2 separate regions of the Mus musculus genome follow, and region 1 is linked to region 2. The links are chromatin contacts, called in public ChIA-PET maps. All regions are on one chromosome and are shown on one strand. The core of a region is the stretch at or near the end of the contact, and the rest is flanking DNA. Distances in the headings are between cores, read along the strand shown. Region 1 overlaps Itsn1 (intersectin 1 (SH3 domain protein 1A)). Region 2 overlaps Gm36587 (a long non-coding RNA gene).

What was found. ChIA-PET counts read pairs in DNA pulled down with a chosen protein or histone mark.
Region 1: a contact with region 2 is called in an RNA polymerase II ChIA-PET map of memory CD8 T cells, with 33 read pairs. The contact joins two enhancer-like sites. A contact is called at or near these places in 1 of 39 promoter capture datasets (second pharyngeal arch cranial neural crest) and 1 of 115 datasets of contacts at active chromatin or transcription factors (memory CD8 T cells).

What each region holds. Positions count from the first base shown.
Region 1 is chr16:91,788,634-91,794,225 of GRCm38.p6, reverse strand. It overlaps Itsn1 (intersectin 1 (SH3 domain protein 1A)), which reads right to left. Exons shown (of 39, transcript NM_010587.2): 5 at 459-619. Among named protein-coding and RNA genes, the nearest start is that of Itsn1, 62 kb to the right of the region's middle. Within about 2 kb of position 4,240, at least 92 of the 459 cell types and tissues checked have an H3K27ac peak or open chromatin away from gene starts, as enhancers often do. A contact at or near this core is called in memory CD8 T cells, where this site is marked.
Region 2 is chr16:91,363,337-91,369,278 of GRCm38.p6, reverse strand. It overlaps Gm36587 (a long non-coding RNA gene), which reads left to right. Exons shown (of 4, transcript XR_876244.2): 2 at 1,121-1,419; 3 at 2,258-2,328; 4 at 3,663-3,792. Among named protein-coding and RNA genes, the nearest start is that of Ifnar2, 6.5 kb to the left of the region's middle. Within about 2 kb of position 2,493, at least 133 of the 459 cell types and tissues checked have an H3K27ac peak or open chromatin away from gene starts, as enhancers often do. A contact at or near this core is called in memory CD8 T cells, where this site is marked.

The DNA of each region.
Region 1 (5,592 bases), core at 2,991-5,490, 420 kb before region 2:
GGTTGTATTTACATACTTAGGAACACACATACATGCACTAACAATTAATGAAAAAAGAAGCCATGATTTTCAAAGAGAGCAAGGAGAGGTATATGAGAGAAGAAGGAGAAAAGGGAAGGGGGAAATGTTATAATCTCAAAAAAAAAAAAAAAAGGCTGAGTTATCACAATGCAAAGGAACTATTCATACACAATGAGAAACACAGACTCTGAGAACTGAAGCACTGTGAAGTCAGGAGACAGAGCTGCAGCAGCCGAGTGCGAGCGTGTCCTTGAACACGGATGGAATGCTCTCCTTCCACCCGCTGACCTTTTCCCTTGGCTTCATGGGAGACAGCGCTATCTTTCTGAAGGCTGCCAATATTTAGCAACACTAGCCGAAAACGTCACTATTTCTGAGGAAAGAAAAGGGAAAATACCTAGTTTTAAAACAACAAAATATAGGAACCAAGCACTTACCAAATGCTGGTGCACTGGAAATAGCCACTGGTTGCTGTTTCATGACAGGGGGAAGTGTGGAGGGGAGCTGATATCCTTGTAGCTTCAGTTTGATAAGCTTCATGGCTATGGAAAATTCCACTTGATCCATCCTTCCATCGTTATTCATGTCCGCTAGCGCCCTGCAAACAACCCAGCAGCACAAACAGACTCAAGACAACTGAAACCACAGAAGAACCCGCAGCACCACTTCCTCAGCACTAAGCAAATCGCTGGCTCCTTTCCCGCTGTGGAGAACGAAGCAAAGTGAAGCATCTTTACCGGCATCTTTACAGGGGAGAGTAAAGTCCAGCACGGTTTATGTGACTACATGGTATCTTGCATCTGTTACTCTTTACCCATGGAGACACTGAGAAACTTTCAGTCGAATTTGAAGAGTCCTTACTTTTGAAGAGATTTTATTTTAAATTAAAAAAAAGTTCTAAAATTGGATAGGAATGGTGGTGACTCAATTCCATGACAGTTCTACAAACCGTCGAGTTACACGTGGTAATTCCAAACAGTAAAGTTGTTTCATGAATTACACTGTAATTAAATGCTATTAAAGTGGGATCTAGAAATAGTGTTATTTCTAGGGATGTTCAATTAAATTCCACTTAGTCTGCGGTGTTCCTCGTCCATGGGAGATGGCAGAGGATGCTATCCTATACTGGGACACTACTATGCTGTGAAAGTCTTGGGGCTAAGTGGTTTTAGAACCCTGCCCTGCCCATTCAGCACTGAAACTCTGCTTAGGAGTGTGCTTGCTGTTTCAAAATGACTCTCAAGCATCCATGGACAAGTGCAATCTGTACTGAGTTTTCAGTGGAAAAGGAGGCAAAAGGCAGAGAAACCCTGAGATCTGCACTGGAAGCCGCTACCCACCCAACTGTGCATACTCACAACATAAAAAACATTTCACACTTCTCTTCTTTTACCCTCAAATAAAAGCATGAAGCATAGCAATAAAAATTAAAGCTCTCTAAAAGTGCTAACGATTGTAGAGGTCAGCAGAGTTATGTTGGAAAATAAAGATCAGCAAGCAGGGAGGAGCCTGATGACAGCCTGGGTCCTGTTGCCGTGACCCTCGAGGACCTCGCCAAGTTCCTCGGCTCCTTTGAGTTTTGCTTTGCTTTCCTTACATTTCCTGCACACTTGGATTTATTGTTCTACAAACCAGTTGCTATAAACTTTGCCAAATTTCTTTTTCTTGTCAGTTTAGAAGGATTCTCTATACATAGAAAATTAACTATATAACTGCAAATTAGTTGAGTTTTCAAAATTTAGTCTACTGATTCTGTGTGGATCTTTGCTGTGTAGACATTATTTATTTTATCAAATTTTGGTCTTTTGTTACATTTTGACAGACATACACTACACTTTCAATGCACATTAACTATCTCATTTTCTACATGTTGCTATGCACTCAGTGTTCTTACAATGGGAGACATTACCAGATTAGCTTTGTTGAAACAACTCCAGGTGATATGATGTGGCATGTTCTGTTTTTCCTTTTTAAGGGAATTGGTTTTGGGGCTGGAGAGAATAGACCCTGTCTTTGGAGCAGAAACAGAATGCAGAGGCTAAAGCAATGGCTCGGCTGCTTAGACTGTTAGCTGCTCTAGCAGAGGACCCACTTCCCAGCACCTGCTTACAACTGTCTGTAGTTCCAGTTCTTGGGGGGCTCTGACACTGCTTCTGGCCTGCTCAGGTGCTGTGCGCGTGTGATGCATGACGCACTGATACACACACTAGGAAGACAGTCCCGCAGGTAAAAATTCCAGTTCCAAGGAACCTGACACCCTATTCTGTACTCTCAAGACACACACAGACACACAGACACACACACATACACACACAGACACACACACACGGGAGGCATTCACTCACACCGATGTATACATACATACACATAAAAAAAAAATAAAAAAACAAGGTGGACAGTTCCTAAGAAACAAACCCCAAAGCTTACCTCTGACGTCCATACAGACACACGCACACACTTGTGCACCTATATTCATGCATTCACACATGCATGAATTTTATCATTTTTACCAGAATTGTAAGTAGTATATTCCCTGCATATATTTTTAGATGTTCATAAGACCCTTATTTAAACATGTGTACAAATTTTTATTAGTCATTCATGCTACACTTAATTGTATTACGGAACTTCTAAGCGTGACACTAATGCTGTAGTTTCTAAGTAGAGAAACAAAGGGTGCTATCTCTCCTTTGCAGGATTTTTAACAATCGTCCCCAGTCTCTTTAGATGAAGATGCTCCTGAGCACATGTGCACTTGGGTCGGAATTTAGAGAAGGGACCGAGTGTTTCACTGCTTAGAATGATTTTAGTCGGGAGGTCTGTTCAGTAACTTGTCCTACTCGTGTGTTTATTTGCTTTTAAGACAGGGTTGCAGGTAGCCCCGGCTAGCCTGGAACTTGCTATGGAGAGAATGACTGTAAACTCCTGCTCCTCCTGCTCTAAGTGTTAGGACTACAGACTGTGAAATGCTACACAGTGTGTTTCTTGGTTCGCTGACTAGGTATTAGCATTGTTAATGCGTCTTCTATGTTGTGCGAGAGCTCTGGTGCTGAGCTCCCCACAGTCACTAGGACGCCAAGGTCCCTGGGTTTATTTAGTTCTGTTTTTCAGGTCTTAATCTACATCTTCTGGGCTGATGATGTTTTGCTTTGGCCTTCATCTACTGAAATAAATACCAATGTTGACAGAATCTCGTGGTCCTGAATGAATATTGTGTCTCTGGTTTCAACTCAAGCAGGTCAAAGTGTTGTGAAACTCACACACTGTGAAAGTCTGCTTGTTTTGGGGCTCTGCATCTGTATTCGGGATAGGACGTGGTGGCCAGTGAGTTGTTCTAGCTTGCCAAAGCTTTCAGATTAAAGACATAAGTGAGGTGGTGATCTTTCCTTCTTCTGCAAAGTGTCTCCAGCATGCTCAGCTACTTCAAATGCCTCACAGGAGAGAAAGGTTCCTGGTACCAATAACACGCATGCGCTATCTATGGTTAAACAGAGGAGCAGGCAGATGCCCACCCTCCATCCCCCACACTTCTCCTCCTGAAAGGCATTCTTGGTGGAAACTAGAAAAATTTAATGGGTTAAGGAAGAAGAGGCCTTTAAATAAGAATATAATTAGACTAATTTAATGCTTCTAAAACACTCTGCACTTCTTCCGGCAGGCACGGAGAAAGAGCCATGTAGCTCTAGCCTCTGGGGCTTCACCTGCAGGCACCAAGCACAGGTCTGCTACGCTGAACCTCAAGTCCGCAGCTCTCAGAAAGACTTTCCCCTGAATTAACAAGCATGACTATTAAAACTCCCTAGGAACAGAGAGCTCCCAGGAAGCTCTGAAAGCACAGCTCCTCACAAGGCTCACCCTCTCCTCCCTGCTCAGCACAGCAGACTCCAGCTGCTGCTCCTTAACAGCAGCCATGCCACTACTCAGGGATTTCTTCTCCATGAACTTCCATCCCTCCCAAAGCAATTCAGTCTGGACAATACTGACACCAAATTTACGTCAGAAGGACAAGTGTATGGTAAACCCAGCAAGCAACCGTTGCATGTGACTCTGGAAGCTGGTGCTGGAATCAGGTTAGCGGGGCAGGTGTCAGACACAGGGTAGGGCTTATATGATAAATGTCCCTCAGTCTCTGGCATTTGAACACGCCGTCTCCAGGTGACAGCCCTGTTTAAGGAGGCGTAAGTGTGGCCTTGCTGAAGGAAGTGTGTCACTATGGGTGCGCTTTGAGGTTTAAAAGACTCCTCTCTAAGCAGTCTCTGTTTCCTGCTTGTGGTTAAAGATATGAGCCGTCCTGTTGCTATGCCTGCTGCTGGCCTTCCTGTTTCCCCAGTGTGATGGTGACCACTCTTATCTCTGTAAGCCCACAAGCCCACAATGCACCAGGCCATCTGTAAGTTGCCTCGGTCATGGTATTTTATCACAGAAACAGGAAAGTAATTGTTAACACCAATGGTGTGCTTCTCTTGTTTGATTTATACAAATAACACAAATCACACACCACTCTCACACACTGTTGGTGGGGAAATTACAACCCCAAGTGGCAAGAGAGCCACATAATCATTTACTTAGAACCAGCAACCGCACTCGTATGGACTGACTCTGAAGGTACATTTAACAACATAAAACACATGGCTAGGAGCTGTTCACATCAGTGTTTCTATAACCACCATATCATCAAAAATCACAGTACACGGAAACAACCTAGTGTGGATGGGCAGAAGCACTATGGCACGTAGAACCATGGAGGCACGCCTGCTACCATGACAGGAGCTATGTGCTGAGGAGAAAACCAGGAGGATATATTAAGTAAGAAAGGCAAAAAATTAAAGTAGGTTTATAGTGTACTGTTAATGTAAAGAAGAAATAAACTACATGTAAACACAAAGCATTATACATTCTATGCCTGCATTTAATCACAAGAATAAACAACAATAAAAATAACAAGAAACGGCGGTCTAAGTGAGAACAGAGAATGCTGAGCAGACGGGGAGCACTTCCCAGCACACCCAGAATGCACTGCTGCTTTCAGAACCTTGTTAATGAAGCTCCACACAGACATGCCACACACAGGCCAGTCATCTGCCATTTGGTGCCCACTAATATAAAAGCAAGTCCAAGCAATAAGGAAGATTAAACCAGTTTGGAAATTCATTCATTAACACTACCACCACCACCACCACACACACATACACACACACACACACACACACACCCTCCCCCTCCCTTTGGGTACACCTGCTACAGTGTGAGCATTATCTAGAAATTAAGAATAGACCTAGTCGGTCTCTACCTTTTTGTTTAGAACAAATCAGATTAGTATGGGTGGTGCCGAGTATGCTATGACCAGAGTGAAGGGCGGGAGCTTTGTTTCAGTGGTCAAGCCAATCCACTGTTCGGCATTCTCTAGGCCCCCTGGAATAGAGACCCCCCACTGAGAGTGGACATGATGGGAGAGGAGTAACTAGGTGAACTTAGGACAGATTCACCAGAAAGCACCTCTTTGCAGGATGACAAACTGAAACCAGCAAGACAGTGAGCAGCTATGTGGGTTCTGCAACTGCAGGAAGGAGA
Region 2 (5,942 bases), core at 1,244-3,743:
TTCACATGCACTCTATTAAGCATCACCTTATTTATAGTAAATGCCTTTTAAGATTGTATTCTAACATAGCTAAAGCCTTTTCCCAGTGTTCTTAGATTTCAGATAGCAGCAAGGAGCTTAACCCATTTAGTTTACTAACAATTAAGCACTTGCCATTTTACTCAGCTGTTTACAGATAGAGACTAAAATTCTCACTGAGATAGAAATTCTTATTACAGACTACATTCCATGCCAAGAGCAAATTAGTATGCTATACTAAAAATGGACAGTCTCCAGATATAGATAAGAATTAACGAGGCCTAGAGAATTTTGGGGTCGGTGACACTACATTAGCCTTGAGGCGTATCAAGAGTTAACTACCCTGAGGCAATTAACTCTAAGTGTAAAACTCTTGCCTGGCAGAAAGTGCTAATCTCTAATGTAAACATTTATCTGGTCCCTACAAATTCCCTTTGTAGTCACTCCTTGCATCTGTGCTAATCTCTAGTGTTATACATTTATCTGGTTCCTTTTGAAGTCACTTCTTTTGCACCTGGAAAAATTCAATGTGCCTTGTTCTGCAATTTATTCTGTATTATAAAAGTCTGATGCTCGACTGGAAAATTACATTCAGATTCAACACCTCTCTTGTGTGTTTGACTGACTGTCACTACATCCAAATCTTTGCTCATCTACTCTAGAGACTCTTTCCTATGCAGGCACAGGGGACCAGAGGGCCTGCGGCATATGCACCACCTGTGTGCAATAACATAGAAGTCAGAAGACAGCATCCGATCCCCTAGAACTGCGGTTAGGAAGGGTTGGGAGCCATCGTGTGGGTCCTAGGAACTCAAGCCAGGTCCTCTGCAAGAGTAGTGAGTGCTCTTATCCACGTGATCTTCAGCTCACTTGGGTGAACACTTGGGAGCATACTTGAAAGATCAGATGGTACAATATGGTCAGTTGTAGAGGAAACTATCAAGTTATCTCCTAAAGTGGCTGCATTACCTTGCATACCCACCAGCAAAGCATGAAAGTCCCTGTGGTTCTCCATCCCTACCAGCACTTGTTAGCAGTGTTGGGTTTTAGCCAATGTTGTACGACAGTTTCCTCCTAGATTGAAACATTGTATATCTTTCAGGAAACCCCTTGAGACAGAAAGTAAACAACTCAACATAGTTTCAGGAAGTCCCTGAAGCTAACAAGACTCACTAGGCTCCTTTGTAGTAAACAGTAGAGGAGAGTCTAGAAATGCAGAGAAAGGCTGAGAATTGCCCTCAGGAAAGCAAAACTGCAAATAAATTCCAAGACCAGCCTGGACAAAGCAGAAACCAGTCAAGCAGCCTGGAAGAAGCAGAAACCAGTCAAGCAGCCTGGAAGAAGCAGCCACCTGGAAAAGATACCCTCTAACCTGCCTGCAGGCTGTGCAGTGTGCTCCAGGTGCGTAGCATTTGTGAGTTGTCTTCACTCATGCTGGGGTGGGCTTTGGTGTTGTGTTTGAGTCACTTCTGCTCCTATAAGTCACCCCTTGCCCATGTTCCGGTAAGTAATCTCAATAAAACTCATTGGTTCACCAAGATGGACTTTGGTGGTATTTATCCTTTGCTCTGCCATGGGCTCCTTATCTGGGGTGGGTAGACGTATGTTTTGCATCTCCCCAGGAAAATTCTATCACACAGCAACAACGTGTCACTGCCTAAAGTGGTGTTTTGAAGATGACATGTTGTTGGGAATGATCATAGTCTATCAAGAATGACCCCAGAGAGACAGGCAAGGCTGAAGTGATTGGGACAGGCAGAGGAGAGTCCAGGAATGCAGAGAAGGGTTGACTCTCTGAAGAAGCAGGTGCTAGGTTGGCATCCTTTGTCAGGGAGAAAATGAAGGTGGATCGTATGTGTATTTGGAGGAAGAGGGCTAGAGAGTCCCCAGTGACAGCTTCTGCTTTTCACAGGAAGTGTGTGGCAGTGGTCTGTTGCAGAGAAGGAGGCCTGTGGCAAGAGCCATGTAAGAGATTTGTGGAGAAAGAACATTCTAGATATGGAATGCATATGTGTGTCAGAGGCTTCACGGAAGGGAAGTTAGTAAAATTCTCTGAGCTGCAGAGTGTGGGGCTGGTCTTCCTGTCCATAAAACCTCATACCCAGCAACTTCCTATGCTTCCAGGGAGGTGGAGAGAGTCACAAATAACATGTCTGGAGAGCTGGGTCTGGTCCTGAGTCTATCTGTGAACACACCTGGGGCAAAGCTATATTTCTGGACTGTAACATTCTCTTGGCAGGTCCTGGACCACCTTCCAGATGACTGAGGCCCTGGTGGGCCATGAGCTTCCCTCAAACCTGCACATTTGAGGTAGGTGAGAGCCAGTTCCTCAGTCTCTAGGCTGAGAATCCCAAGCCCCACTGACCACCTGCAGCCTCAACCTGGCAGATTCAGGAAGTGGAGCAGAGGTTGCAAGAGATCTGCTCACAGGGTGTTAAGGTTGTGGTGAGCCAAGCCTTGTCTCACTGGAGGCAGCTGCCACCAGTGCCCCAACCTCAACCCAAGTGCTTGGCTACAGTGCACATGACCTTTCCCTACCTCAGAGTCTTCAAATGACTCATCACCCTCCCTTTTTTTGATGTTTTTTTCAGACTCAGTACCATTCTCTGGGGCTCTGTGTCCTCACCTGCCAGCCATATTTTCATGGATGCAGCACTCATGGAACAGCAGGTTAACCTGGGAGCCTATGGTGTTGCCCTCACGATTAGAGACTATATCTAAACAGTGTCTTTGCAGAAGGGCTGTGACTCAGTTTTTCCTAGGAGGGGCCTCTCTCCGCTTTTCCTTCACCTTTCTACATACTACTCTAAATTCTTTTATAATTAACTATTTATTTGTGTCCGTTCACGTGTGTATGAATACACACATGTATACATGTATGTGAATGTGTGAGTAGAGGCCAGAGGACAACCCTGTGTGTCATCTTCTGCCATCCTTTGTGACAGGGTCTCTCTTATTGGCCTAGAAGTCACCAACTAGGCTAAAAGGGCTGGTCCATCCAGCCTCAGGGATCCTCCTGTCTCTGCCTCCTTAGTGTTGGGATTACAAGTGTGTGTCGCTGCGTCCACATCTTTACCTGAGTCCTAGGATCTAAATCAGGTGAGCTTGCAAGGCTCACCTATGGCAGGTGAGGACACAGAGCCCCAGAGAATCGCACTTGACTGACAGAGCCTTCGAATAGTGCTCTAAATTCTAACGAGAGACGTTACGATGCTCAGGGAGATTGCAGTTCCTCATAACGAGGAAGACATGGAAGTATTGGTGGCAGCCTGAGTGAAAAGAAGCAGAGAACTAGATTGGAACCAGGTCTGGGCTATGACCTTCAAAGGCCCAGCCCTCGGGACCTGGGAGGGGGAATTCTTGATTGGCAAATACTTTATATACAGTAGCAATCTCCCCAGTCTCCTCCCTGAATATTTAAACAGAAGGTTGGTTGAGTCTGTGGATTCAGAACCTGTAGAGGCGGACTTTGGGGAATCTCTATGTGATGGTTTGGATATACTTGGCCCAGGGAGTGGCACTATTTGGAGGTCTGGCCTTGTTGGAGTAGGTGTGACCTTGTTGGAAGAAGTGTGTCACTGTCAGGGTGGGCAATAAGACCCTTCTCTTAACCACATGAGAACCAGCCTTCTGTTTGCCTTCAGAACAAGATGTAGAACTCTCAGCTCCTCCAGCCCCACATCTGCCTGGATGCTGCCCTGCTCCCACCTTGATGATAATGGACTGAACTTCTAAACCTGTAAGCCAGATCCAATTAAATGTTGTCCTTTATAAGACTTGCCTTGGCCATGGTGTCTGTTCACAGCAGCAAACCCTAACTGAGACACCCTACAGAACAGCAAGGCTATATAGTATTAGCTTTGGGGACTCACGGGAGCTGTAGTGCTAGGAAAGAAAGAACCTAGACATGGGGTCCCAATGCTTTCTCTGAGTAGGCGGCCAGCACGCAGGACAATCTCCAGGACAATTTTGTTTCTGTCCTGATCCTTTCTATGTCTTGAGCAGCATGGTCAGGAAGAGCGAGAATTGCGTTTGTCTGCAAACAGTAGTTTTGGGCACAAAGTCTTGATTAATTGATTGATCAGAGAGTAAGAAGAACTTCCCACTGGGGATGGGGATCAATAAGAAGTCTGGCTTTGTGGAGAGGGGTTTAAGATGGTTTAAGAATGGCTAGGGTGGATCTGCTGTGGAAACAACATGGGGGGTGGGGTGGGCGGGGAGTCATGGCCAAACCAATGAGATAGATGATTAGAGGCGGAGGCGGGGTTGGGGGAGGGGGAGATCTGCTATCAGATAGTGTTGGAATTAGGAATGGAAATAAGGCCAGTGTTGGGATGTGAACTTCAGAATCGAGGTCGTTTTAGGGAAAATTTCATTCAGTGTTGAGAAATGTAGTCCAGTACCAAAAATTACATAGTTAAATGCCAAACAAAAATAGGTTTTAAGCTTAAGTCCAAACAGGGAATTCACCTTCAAAGATCTATCCATAGACATATCATAGAAGACAGTAGTTAGATGATGGAGTGGTCCAGCATCCTTGGCCTCTGCTCATCAAATACTTGTAGCACTCAGCCCATCATGTGACCAGTACCACCCTCCATACCCCCGTTCCCCAGCTCTCTACAAAGTCCCCTGGAAGTGACTGCTCCCAGACAGAACCCTTGCCCATCTCTGGACCAGGGTTAGTGGATTGGGGATGGGTTAGAAATGGGTAGGAAGATAATGACTAGAACTTGGTGCTAGGTTGGCCATCCAGTGAGGGCTGTATTAGGAAACAAACTTAATCCCCAGCATCCTGGGTTAGGTATCTGTTAATAACAGATAAGATTTAAGTTAGACTGTGATATTGTTTTCCTAGGGTGGTGTGCCAGCTAGTAGAATCACTTGGGAAGAGAGGGTTAATGAGGAACTCTCTAGTTCAGGTTGATCTGTAGGCATGTCTTGGGGGTAGCTGTCTAGGTTGTTCATTGATGTAGGAGGATCCAGCCCACTGTGGGTAGCACCATTTCCTAGTCTGGGCCCTGAACTGTGTAAGAGTGAAAAAGCTAGCAGGCAAGATAGATAGATACATAGATAGATAGATACATAGATAGATACATATATATAGATACATAAAAAAATAGATACAGAGTGTCTCTTCTCTCTGCTCGTGACTTCGGGTGTGACAGGACAAGCTGCTTGTGTATCTAACTTGACTAAAATGATGGACTGCAGTCTGGATTTGTGAGTCAAATAAACCCTCTCCTCCCTAAGTTGCTTTTTGTGTGAATTTTCTCACAGCCGTAGGAACAAAGCTAAGATAGGTAGTATGTGTGATGGTTAATATCACCTGTCAGTTTGTCTGGGGCATACTTGGACCAACATCAGTCTATGTGTTGCTGTGATGGTCATGTTAAGCTAAGATTAACATGTAGGGCAGCAATCCTTGAGGAAAGCAGATTGAGGAAAGCCTCCAGCTGCCCTCAGACTCCAGCTGCAGCGAATGTCTTCTCTGGCTCTCCAGCCTGTGAACTCCTGACTTCCTGTTCTCATGGGGGGCATGAACTAAATCTCTAAGAGAAAATCAGCCACGACTGAGGCCTCAGCTCTGTGGAAAGGGATGAACTGTTGGAAGCAGTAAGAAGGATTTCCTGGTTGGATACGAGCCTGGAAAAACAATGGTTACATTCCTTGGCCCAGCAGGGTCTGCTGCTGACTGTGGGCTGTTGACTTTCCTTTTTCTTTCTCAATTGGTAATTTCTGGGATTGCTCCATTTAGTGTCTGAAGCATGAACATGACCTCTTCTCTGTCCAGTATTTCCAGCTTCAACTACTAAGTAGCTGGCTTCATGGCTGAAGAAAAGTTACGGTCCAATCCATCCCGACCTCTGCCGTATCAGTACGTGTCCTTCCTATGTGATCTCTGTTATATTCAGTTCTGTCCC